Regions from separate parts of the Mus musculus genome. Here regions 1 and 2 are each linked to region 3. Evidence: chromatin contacts called from public HiChIP or PLAC-seq data. All regions are on one chromosome and are shown on one strand. Each heading gives the region's core, a stretch centred on a gene start, on an enhancer-like site or on the middle of the called end of the contact. The rest is flanking DNA. Distances are from core to core; before and after follow the strand shown.

Region 1 (3,320 bases), core at 465-2,964, 1.2 Mb before region 3:
GTAAGCCAGCCCCAATTAAATGTTGGTTTTTTATAAGATTTGCCTTGGTCGGGGGTGGGTGGGTATGGGGGACTTTTGGTATAGCATTGGAAGTGTAAATGAGCTAAATACCTAATAAAAATGGGGAAAAAAAAAAGATTTGCCTTGGTCATGGTGTCTGTTCACAGCAGTAAAACCCTAACTAAGACAGGGGGGATATGGAGCCTGAACCAGCCATCTCCTGTAATCAGGCAAGACTTCCAGTGGAGGGATTAGGATACCAACCCAGCCACAAAACCTCTGACCTACAACTTGTCCTGCTCACAAGATGTGTTGGGGTAAAGGTGGCCCAGAAATGGTGGGAGTAGCCAGCCAATGACTGGCCCAGCTGGAGACCCAAGCCACCAGAGGGAGCCCAACCCACTACCTGGGAGGCTAGATAGCCCAGAGACCTAGGATAGAACCAAACACTCCTGGCAGCAATAAATATTTTTTTTAAAATTGAGATGCCTAATGGTATAGATTGGTGCTTGGCCCAACTGTCATCAGAGACACTTTATCCAGCAACTTATGGAAAGAGATGAAGAGAACCACAATCAAAACATTAGGAAGAACTTGGGGAGTCCTGCAGAAAAGAGGGGGAGATTGCAGGAGTCAGAGAGGTCAAAGACAACAAGACAACCCACAGAATCAACTAACCTGGGCTCATAGGGGCTCACAGGGACTGAACCAGCAACCAGGGAGCCTGCACGGGATTGATATAGGCCCTCTACATATGTGTTTGGGTTGTGCAGCTTGGTCTTCTAGTGGAACTCCTAACAGTGGGAGAGGGGCTGTCTCTGACTCTTTCCTGCTTTTGGGACCCTTTCCTCATCCTGAGCGGCCTTCTCCAGACTTAATACTAGGGGAGGTGCACAGTCTTACTGCAATTTGATGTGCTATGTTTGGTTGGCGTCTGAGGGCAGGCATGCCCTTTTCGGAAAAGAAAGAGCAGTGGAGGGAAGGAGGGCTGTTGGGGAGGGAGGGAGGAGGGGAAACTGCAGTCGAGATGTAGTATCTGAGAGAATAAAAAAGAAAGAAAAAGTTCAGGCCAGCTAGGTATGATCTGCAGACGAAACGGAACCTGGGTGAGAGCTGGGACAGAAAATAACCAATCTAAGGGAGACAATGAAAGAGTGGAGGTGGGACGCGCGTGTGAAAAGTGAAGAGGGTGTCTAGACTGCAGAGAGATTTCGGGACATCGTGGGGGTCCTGGAAGGAGGCCTCAGCTCAGTAAAGGAAACCTGTCTTAGGCTGGGGTAAGTGACCTCCTGCGGACAGACTGGGGATGAGGTTGCTTAATTGGGCAAGTGGTTACTGCACACCACTACAGGAACCCAGATTTCTAAGCTCTGTGTCTCTGGGACGCTTTTCTTCTTGGAAGAAATGGGCGTGAGAATCGCCCACTCCTGGGGCTGATACAAAACTTAGCTCTGGAGAAGCTTGAAGTTCCTCCCTGATGATCCATCCTGAGACCAACTGGAGCCCCTCCTCAGCTGGACACCCCGCAAACCTTCCGTTTCCTCCGTCTGTAAGGACGGGCAGTTGGACTTACCCGGCGGTACCAGGTTCGAGTGCAGCAAGTCCCTCCACTAGGTCCCTTCAGCGCACTCTCCCCCACTGGACTGTCACTAGTTCCGGGCTGGGTCACCGTTTTGCCCACTTTGGACACGAGGTCTGCTCCCCTTACGTGTCTACCCCTCCCTCCCGAGCAGGCCAATCAGCTCGCGCCTCGGCTGCGCCCTGTAAGGGGGAGGGGCGGCTAAGGCGGGTCAGTCATGAGAATCTGATTGGTCCGCAGAAGCCTAAGGGGTGGAGAGATAGCGCACAGAACCAATGAAGAGCCGATGAGGGCTTGAGAGGCGGCCTCTGCTGAGAGCTCAGATTCTAACTGGGAATGAAGGTAGAGGTTATCAGGTTGCACCTTGTATTATTGCTGCGCCTCACAGTTACAACCTGCCTTTCTTATCTGAGCTAAAGGTACCTGCACCATCGTGGGCTACACACTGAAAGCCTGCTCCCTGAACCCCACTAAAAGACTGGCTTGCAGGGTTCAGCAAGGTCTGGACCTGATTTCTGTAGAAATCTCTAGAACCCTTATTTTGGAAGAAGAGAACTGAGTCCTGCAACTTGTCTTCTGACCTCTGCAGACCTGATGTGGCGCAGGCACGTATGCAAAGACAGAAACACACACACCACAGAATAAATAGATGGGAAAAATTAAGTAGATACAAGCAGGCATGCCATTGATGAATCTCAGGATTCCATGGATTCTACAGAGGCCAGGCTTCCTGTTCCCAGGAGTCATTTGGGCCTCAATTTCACCCCTCTGGAGGGAGCTCTGGAGTAGGGTGTGAGCCTGGAGGTGAAGTGATTGACCTGTGGCCTGGAGGTACTGGCACCCCTCTCAGAGACAGGATCCCTCTCTTTCCAGCCAATGCAACCCCCTCCCAAGTCTCCATTTAAAAGCCCTCAACATTCATCGCTGAGGTTGACTCTGCCTAGTCTCGCCTTGCTAAAGAGGCTTTTGTTCCCCTAATTGGCTATCTATCTCCAGGCACTTTCCTCTGCCTCTGCACCCATACACTGTCTGTTTTATATTCAGGCCCAGTTATGTTTTAATTGGTCATGTAGGAGACGCCCAACGAGCACCCTCCCCTCTTGTCTGCACTTTGTCTTTCTGTATCAGTTCTTAACCAGCAAGCTACAGGCTCCGGAGTCTACCCATCTACCCCATAAGACAAGCACGGTGTTAGGGCTCACCCGCACTCCCAGGGTGACCTCTCATTCTGGAACCGTCAGCCATCCAGTCCTTTGCACACTTGAGGAGTGTGCTCTGATCTGTATTTCTACTTCAGAACATTCAGCCGTGCATCCTAGAGCCCGTGCAGTCCCTCGGGGTCTCTCAACTGGGCCCTGAGATCTGTACGCAGTGAGACTTCTGTTTATACATTCCCTGGGGCTGCAGCCCAGGGACACCTGGTCCCCACAACTGGAGGCCCTACTGCTGGAGGTTCCTATATAGCCAGATTTTCAGAGTAGATGGCAGGAGGCCCCAAGGCTAGGTTCCAGCACTACTGGCATGCATTTATTGTATAACTACTGTATACTAGGCCCCAGAACTCAACACTGAGCAAAGTCAATGAAAGTTCCAGAGGCTGTCTCTAGGGCAGTGATTCTCAACCCGTGGGTCGAAACCCCTTTGGGGAGGAGTCAGTGACCTTTCCACTGGGGTTACATGTCAGATATTCTGCAAACCAGATATTTACATTACAAATCATAACAGGAGAGAAGTACATTTA
Region 2 (3,843 bases), core at 249-2,748, 1.0 Mb before region 3:
GAGTGCACGCATACAAGTTAGGGCTAGAGGAGATGTCAGATGGTTTCTTTACCTTCTCCCTGTTCCCTCAGGTCTCCTCATCCGAAGGGATGCTTGTTGTCTTTTAGGCTAGGCTGGCTCTTGGGAATCTGTCTTTGACTTTGTTGCTGCAACAGTGGTGTGCACAAACAGGCCTGCTTGTGTGGTGGGTACTGGGTATTCAAATCCAGATGTTCAGGTTTCCAGAACAAGTGCTGTTATCCACTGAGCTGTCTCTCTAGGCCCTAATCCCAGCACTAGGAAGGCCGGGGTAGGAGAATCTTGCATCCGAGGTCAATCTAGGCTATGTACTAAGATCCATCCTGTCTCAGAAAACAAAGATAGAAAGTCTAAGAAGCTGCTTGTGGGGGTAGAGATTGCAGATGGGGATCTTATAACCACTATCACCTTCCCCACTCACACCCTGCCCATTGTGGGAATTTTTAAAAAAGATTTATTTATTTATTTTATGTATATGAGTACACTGTAGCTATACAGATGGTTGTAAGCCTTCATGTGGTTGTTCAGAATTGAATTTTTTTAGGACCTCTGCTCGCTCTGGTCAATCCTGCTCGCTCAGGGCCAATTATTATACATAAGTACACTCTAGCTGTCTTCAGACACCCCAGAAGAGGGTGTCAGATATCATTACAGGTGGTTGTGAGCCACCATGTGGTTGCTAGGATTTGAACTCAGGACCTCTGGAAGAACAGTCAGTGCTCTTAACCGCTGAGCCATCTCACCAGCCTGGGGAACTCTTGTTAGAACAGAAAAAGAAAGGGTGAGGGGAAGGGAAGAGAAGAGGAGCGTGTGGGGTGGGATCATCAAGATCCCACATCAAGCAACCCAAAAGACTGAACCCAGAAGGCACAATCCCAGAATGGACAAGCAGCCTACAGCTCTTCAGGAGACAGGACGGGAACATCACCAACTCCAGGTCAGCAGGGGCTATAGAAGACTCCAGAAAAGAGACCTGCATTTGCAGGTAGGTAATGGTGGCTGGACTCCAGAAGTGACATGTATGTATGCATTCAGGGAGCTGTATGTAGTTTGTGGGGAGGATAAAGTACCGGGGGATTTGGACGTTGAACCCACAAAACTGTAGGAAGGAAGTTAGGGGCTCCCTGAAGCAAGAGTGTCCCTTTTACGAATCTGAGACAGGAAGTAGTTGTTTGGGTAGATTACAGACGATGACTACTGATTAGACCCAAAGCTGAATATCTCATACACACTCAGCCTGGACTTTGCCTCTTCCGGAATTCGGAGGCCTGCCTTCTTTTGCCACACCTGGAATCACCTGGTACTGCCACTCAGATCTAAATGTATTAAGGAAATGGAGAGAATTTGAGGGAACTTGGAAAGGTGAGGGCCCTAAGGGAACCCGGAGCCTGGGAGCTGGCAGTGAAGAGCCAGGAAAACAGACCAACAACAGTTGATTGGGTCTGAAGAAGATAGGGAAAAGAGCCCCGAGCAAGGCCAGGCTTCCAGCCAGTGGGACCACAAAAGCAGGTGGGCCGTCTTCAGCACCACACACCTAAAGACTGCTTGGAGATCCAGCTTCTTCACTTCCACTGCAGAGCGCAGCAATGTGGAATTACCTGTCCTTGCTGCCTGTCATCTTATTTCTGTGGGCTATAGCTGGCATCTGGATTGTGTAAGTAGCAGAGGCCCTAAAGGATGCTTGGGTCTGAGGGAGGAAGATTGGGGTCTGGACTTTTGGGTCTGAAGGAGGGCTAGATTCCTGGGTCTGAGGGAGGAGGGCTGGGGACAGGACTCCAGGTCTGAGGGAGGAGGGCTGGGGACTGGACTCCAGGTCTGAGGGAGGAGGGCTGGGGACTGGACTCCAGGTCTGAGGGAGGAGAGCTAATGTTTGGATTTTTGGGTCTGAGGGAAGACAGCTGGTTTTTGGATGGCTTCTTGTGACACAGGATAGAGGCCAGAAGTCCATTAACACAGGGAAGTGTTTGGTTTAGGGAACAGAAAGGAAAGCTCTCTACAAGATCCACTTACTAACTTCCTGTATTCCTCTCGTCTCAGTTTTGCAATCGCTGTGGTTAATGGTTCTGTGGACCTCAACGAAGGCTTCCCTTTTATCAGGTTGTTATGGCTGAGGTGGTGATGGGGGAGGCAAATAGAGGGTCTTGTCTGGGAGGAGCCAAAAGATGACCCTGTTCTTCTTTTGCAGTATCTGTGGCTCTTATGCTCCTCAGAGCTGCATTTTCGGCCAAGTCCTCAATATAGGAGCTGCTCTAAGTAAGTATTTCTATACCTTTCCTTTCACTGCCAGCCCAAAGGTGCCTAAAGGGTCCCCATCTCCTCCTTCCTCAGACCAGAGCAACTGGTTTCCCTGAAAGCCAGGAGCCTTCTTCCCTCAGACCCCAAGGTTCATGCCCCAGACCTCCTTCCTCACACCCAGGAGTCTAGACCCCAATTCTCTTCTCTCAGACCCAGAGTCCATACCCCAGTCTTTCCCCCTCAGATCCAGGAATCCAGATCCCAGTCCGTCTCCCTCAAACCTCCAAGCCCGTACCTCCAAATCCCTTCTTCCCTCATCCTATGTTTAACTGGGACACCAGCATTTTCCTGTTTCAAATCTTCCCCTCCAGCTGCGAATCCTGTGATGAGTTTGCCTCTCACTTCTCTTTCCTAGCTGTTTGGATCTGCATTGTGCGTCATCACCAACTCCGGGACTGGGGCGTCAAAACCTGGCAAAACCAGCTAATTCTGTGGTCGGGGATCCTTTGTGCCCTGGGTACCTCCATAGTAGGCAACTTCCAGGTGAGATGCGCTGGAAAGCAACCTGGGGGGCGGGGGGAACTGGACTACATTTCCCTACGGCTTCTGGTGGCTCTTTCTGTGTACTCGGCTCGCAAAGCTTTCTGGGGTTTGTAGTTCTCACGACTCTTGCACTATAGAGGGCTTTATGGGGTGTCCTGTATGTATTAGGGTGTGTGTTCAGAACCTTGTGGAACCCTCGGAGGTTGGGAGAATTTTATTGCAGCCACCATTATCTGCCTCACTTCCTCATGAAATTGTTGCAGTGCGGTACAATGATCGAGTCTTACCAGAATCTCCACCGAATTCTGTTCAGTTGCTGTTGGCTGTACCCTAGAGCAATCTAGTTTATCTGTGGGTGGTCAGAAATGAACAGAGACTCACAGATTCTAGTTCTGGCATTCATGAAGATCTGCAGATTAACTTTAGAATGAATGAATGGACAAAGGACAGGAAAAATCTCACTGGTCTATTTTGTTACTGTGTTTTATGTTCTGTCTCTGATGTACTGATGTACAGTCTCTTGCTGAAAGATGAGGAGGTGCAGGGTGGGTGAGACCACAGGATAGTCAGACTGCCTCCACTGTCATTTTCTTAATTTATTTGCTTGCTTGCTCATTTGTTCCTATGTCTCTCAACCTACGACTGTGTTACTGTTATTATTTTCCTTCCTTAAGGACTTTTTATTTTGCGAGGGTCTCAAGTAGCCAAGGCCAGGCTAGAACTCGATATGTATTGGAGGATAGCTTTGAACTCCCCTAGACCTCCTGCCTCCACTTCCTGAGTTCTGGCATTACAGGTGAGCCCCACTCTTGTTTTACGGGGCACTGGGAACCAAACCCAGGCAAGCACCCAGGGACTGAGCTGCCTTCTTAGGTCCTAATATTATTATTGTGCCTTTCCAAGGAATGCCCTTAGCCCTTTCTCTAGTCTTCATCTCTCTCCATGACACTATTTGAGAAAATCTGACTTTGTATCTATGTTGAATTTGGTTTTCTCTTGTGTGTGTCTCTACTGTGCTGGCAGTGAAGGGCAGTGCCACTACCCTGA
Region 3 (3,620 bases), core at 1,063-3,562:
TCCAACTAAAATTCTCCAAAGTTTCCCTCCCTCCTGCCCCAAATTTTAACTCTAAATCCTAAAATCTCACCTGCTCCCTCCTGCTCCGCAGAAGGCTGGCCATCATCACTGGTCTCACTCCCTTGGGTAGCCTCACTTCCACCGGCTTCTTGGCCTCCTTCATCTGCCCCTGAATCCTGTTCCAGCTTCTGCTTCTTGGCAGCCTGGCCCTCTACGATCTTCTCTAGAAGCTCCTGACGCCGGGTCTCCCGGGCCTCGGCTGCCAAAGTGTTCTGATCCTGGAAACTCTGCTCTTGCTGGCGTTTGAACGATGCTAGGGCCTGAGAAGTAAACTTAACTGGAACCCCAAGACACATCCTGCAGTCCCTTAGGAAGACAGGAATTCTGACCAGTTTACAACCTTCCAACAGGCCCTCCCAGGCCTTCCCACTATCAGGGCCTTTCGTTTCTTACCAAGCCATGGTTGCGGGGGTCCGGGCGCGGGGCGCTGACTAGGGTCACCGCGCCTATCTCGGCCAGGAGCCGGGCTTCTTCAGGCAGCAGCAGAAGCGGAAGGCCCAGGCGCGAGTTCTGGCGGGGCCCGCGGGGCAGGGCGCCCACCGTGCGTCCCCCGACTCCCAGACGCTCCCGCAGCGCCTGCACGGCCTCGGCTCCCCACACCAGCGAGCGGCCATTTGCGACCTCCACCACCAGCATCTTCCTGCGGAGTGGGGGTGCGTCGCGGTCACCCAAACAGCCCCACCGACCCGACTGAAGTCTTCCACGCCCTCAGCGCAAGACCCCGCCCCTCACCCCCCAAGGGGCGGGGCTGGGGTTGCCACCTGCCCCCCCCCGCCCCCCAGCCAAGATCTACCCAGGGACCAGTTAAGACCACGCCCCTCACCCAGGTCCCACCGTTCCGCTCCCCCTCAGCTCCAGGTGACCATCTTCTCTGCCAAAGCGTACCACCATCTCTCGTCCCCTCAGAGAGACCTCCCGCCATAGTGGTGCACCGCCCTTTTTGCAAAGTGGGTGTCTTCTTATGCGTCCGTCAAATCTCAGAACCTCAATGTAGGGTGGTTTGCTCAAGCCACACCCTCTTCTAAATACTTGGAGCCCAGCCCCTCCCCTTTCGAAGTGCCCAGATTCGCCTTTCCCGCCTATTCTGAGTCGGACTTTAAAAGAAACCCAGTCCTGTCTTGCGCCAGCTGTTCGATGTTCCAGCATCCTAAATTCGGCTCAATCGGGAGTCCTGCCTACCCGAACGCAAGCGTTTCAGCCTTCGGAAGATCTCGACTCTATTCCCGAACGCATGCGGGAGATCTCGGCTCAGTAGAATCAGCCACCCCCTCTAAGTTGCAAAAGGTTCAGCATTCGACCCTAGCCAGATCCCATCGTTCTTCCAGCTGTGGCCCCGCCCACTTCCTACCCAATTTAAGGAGTTCACAATTACGATTGAATCCACAGTCGCACTCGAGGTGCAGTGTGCGTCGTGGCTCCCTTTCAATCTGTCGTACTGTCCTCAGGCAGAGGCAATAAGTCAACCCCTAGCCAACACCAACTCTCGGCTAAGGCGGAGCTGGCCCTACGTAGCGCGTCCTCCGTCATCCCGTCAGGTCAGCAAAGCGGAAAAGCCAAGAAAGCCCTCACTGCCACTCCGGTCTGCACAAATGGGACCTTGAGGGTCATTGCTCTGGCCTCGCCCCCAAATCCACCAGTCATGTCGGCCCCGCCCCTTCGCCGTTTTCCGGTCTTCTGTGGCTCCGCCTTCCTCCCTCAAGACTATTAGCTCAGCCTGTTAAGTCTACTGATTATTTCCAAAGTTAGGCCAAAACGGCTGCCCTCAATATCATTTGACCGTGACCTGAAAAAGCATTCAGCTATCTGAAGTAAGTCCAAATATGCGATCCCGCCCACACCCCGTGGTTCTTTGACTCTCGGACCCCGGCTGATTCCGACTATCTCCGAAGTAAGCCGAAGCATGCGGTCCCGCCTACTTCGTTCTGCGTTCTTGAGCCCGCCTAACACTACACAACGACTTTTGGACCCGATTATTTCCGAATCAAGCCGAAGTGTGTGGTCCCGCCTACATCCGGCCGAGTTTGTAAACGCATCTAATTCCGAGCCGTGACTTTGGAATTCGGCTATCCCCGAAGTAAGCCGAAGCTGTGGCACTCCATGCCGAGGGCTTGAATGACCGAGTGTGCCCGAAGGAATCCGAAGCTGAAAGTCTGTCTCTGAGCTCCAGGTCCCTCCTCCTCAAGTCTCAACGGGACTCGAAGATCTTGGCCCCGCCTCTCTGACCCGAAACCCCGCCCCTTCACGTACTGGCAGCTCTTTGCCCGGGGACCTCCTAGAAAGATCGCGACAGGCATCTTGCGGCAGACTGGTGTTCTGGGTACCTTTCTTGCGGTGCTGTAACTCGTACAGCCGCGGCTCTCGGGGCCTGGACCGCGCAGCCCTGCCGGCGCCCTCCAGAACGGGCAGTGCGGGGGCGTGCTGAGCTGGGGAGGCGTGGCGCGAGCCGAGGCGGCCTCGAAAAGGAGCTCCGCAGTCTTCTGGCCCACGGACGGTTCAGGTGGGCCCAGGTTGGGTTGCATGGCGGCGTCACGAAGATCGTAGGGTGGCGGGGTGCGGGGACAGCGCCCAGAGCGTGGCCGGGCTGGGTGGCGTAACCGCCTGTGGATCTGCCGAGGCAGAATCGGATACACGCTGGCCTTCGCTGCGCGGGGCTGGGCTACGAAAGGTGCTTGCAGATCGTACAGGGTCATTGCCTTCTCTCCGAGGTACGGGTTAAAGAGGAGCCCAGAGCTCAGAGCTTAGAAAACAGGATGCTAAATGCTGGGCTTCTCCGAGCTGGGCGGGAGTGGGAGTACTGGGTCCTGTAAGACGCAGAGGAAATTGGGGACCCAGAAGGGCTCCAATGTACTCAGGAGGGTGAGGATGATACAGATTCCTGGGCTCTCAGAGAAGAGGGGTGTTGTGAAGGATTGTTTTTCTGGCCGGAAGGTGTGGGTCATAAATGGAAGTAGAAGTACTTTTGATTTCAACATTGGCAAAGGGGTGGGGTGGGGGCTTAATTCTTGGGTCCTGGAAGGAGGAGTGAGCTGGAGGCCTGGGTTCTCAAAGGGGATTCTACTGTCTTCAAAAGAGGAAGGGACTGGAATACTGGTTCTCACTGTGAGTCCTTCCTCCCCCAGACCATGACACCCGAAGAATGGACATATCTAATGGTCCTTCTTATCTCCATCCCTGTTGGCTTCCTCTTTAAGAAAGCTGGTGAGTCAGGTTCCTTGTCTAGTGGAAAATTAGGGTGAGGGAGCTGGGGTGGGGAATCACCCCTCCCGAAGGTTCTAGGCTTATACTTTACCTTTTCCTTTCAGGACCTGGGCTGAAGAGATGGGGGGCAGCAGCTGTGGGCCTGGGGCTCACCTTATTCACCTGTGGCCCCCACAGTTTGCATTCTCTGATCACCATCTTGGGAACCTGGGCCCTCATTCAGGCCCAGCCCTGGTGAGAACTAGGTGGTGAGAAAGGAAGAAGGATGCAGAGAAGCAGCAGTCTGTTTCCTCTTCGAGTCTTCTATTTCTTCTCCTTTAATCTTACTGTGTGTCGCTATGCCTTGGCCATCTTTCTTCCCA

Evidence for each region. HiChIP or PLAC-seq counts read pairs in DNA pulled down with a chosen protein or histone mark.
Region 1: an H3K27ac HiChIP or PLAC-seq map of cardiomyocytes shows a contact between it and region 3, with 4 times the contacts expected there. The contact joins the promoter of Isoc2a here to the promoter of Mboat7 in region 3. A contact is called at or near these places in 4 of 39 promoter capture datasets (cranial neural crest, liver and pre-B cells), 3 of 115 datasets of contacts at active chromatin or transcription factors (cardiomyocytes, large pre-B cells and pancreatic cancer cells) and 2 of 9 other capture datasets (embryonic stem cells and liver).
Region 2: a contact with region 3 is called in an H3K27ac HiChIP or PLAC-seq map of embryonic stem cells, with 4 times the contacts expected there. The contact joins the promoter of Tmem150b here to the promoter of Mboat7 in region 3. A contact is called at or near these places in 7 of 39 promoter capture datasets (the C10 cell line, cranial neural crest, embryonic stem cells and 3 more) and 4 of 115 datasets of contacts at active chromatin or transcription factors (embryonic stem cells, extraembryonic endoderm stem cells, large pre-B cells and 1 more).

Annotation. Positions count from the first base shown.
Region 1 is chr7:4,875,447-4,878,766 of GRCm38.p6, reverse strand. Isoc2a (isochorismatase domain containing 2a) reads right to left here and starts at 1,714. Exons shown (of 6, transcript NM_001101598.1): 1 at 1,574-1,714.
Region 2 is chr7:4,722,737-4,726,579 of GRCm38.p6, reverse strand. It overlaps Tmem150b (transmembrane protein 150B), which reads left to right and starts at 1,498. Exons shown (of 6, transcript NM_001142792.1): 1 at 1,498-1,672; 2 at 2,056-2,115; 3 at 2,204-2,271; 4 at 2,669-2,796. The coding sequence starts at 1,605.
Region 3 is chr7:3,691,678-3,695,297 of GRCm38.p6, reverse strand. It overlaps Mboat7 (membrane bound O-acyltransferase domain containing 7), which reads left to right and starts at 2,312. Exons shown (of 8, transcript NM_029934.4): 1 at 2,312-2,557; 2 at 3,180-3,258; 3 at 3,363-3,492. The coding sequence starts at 3,183. Tsen34 (tRNA splicing endonuclease subunit 34) reads right to left here and starts at 1,688. Exons shown (of 5, transcript NM_001164204.1): 1 at 1,409-1,688; 2 at 454-700; 3 at 71-320. The coding sequence starts at 696.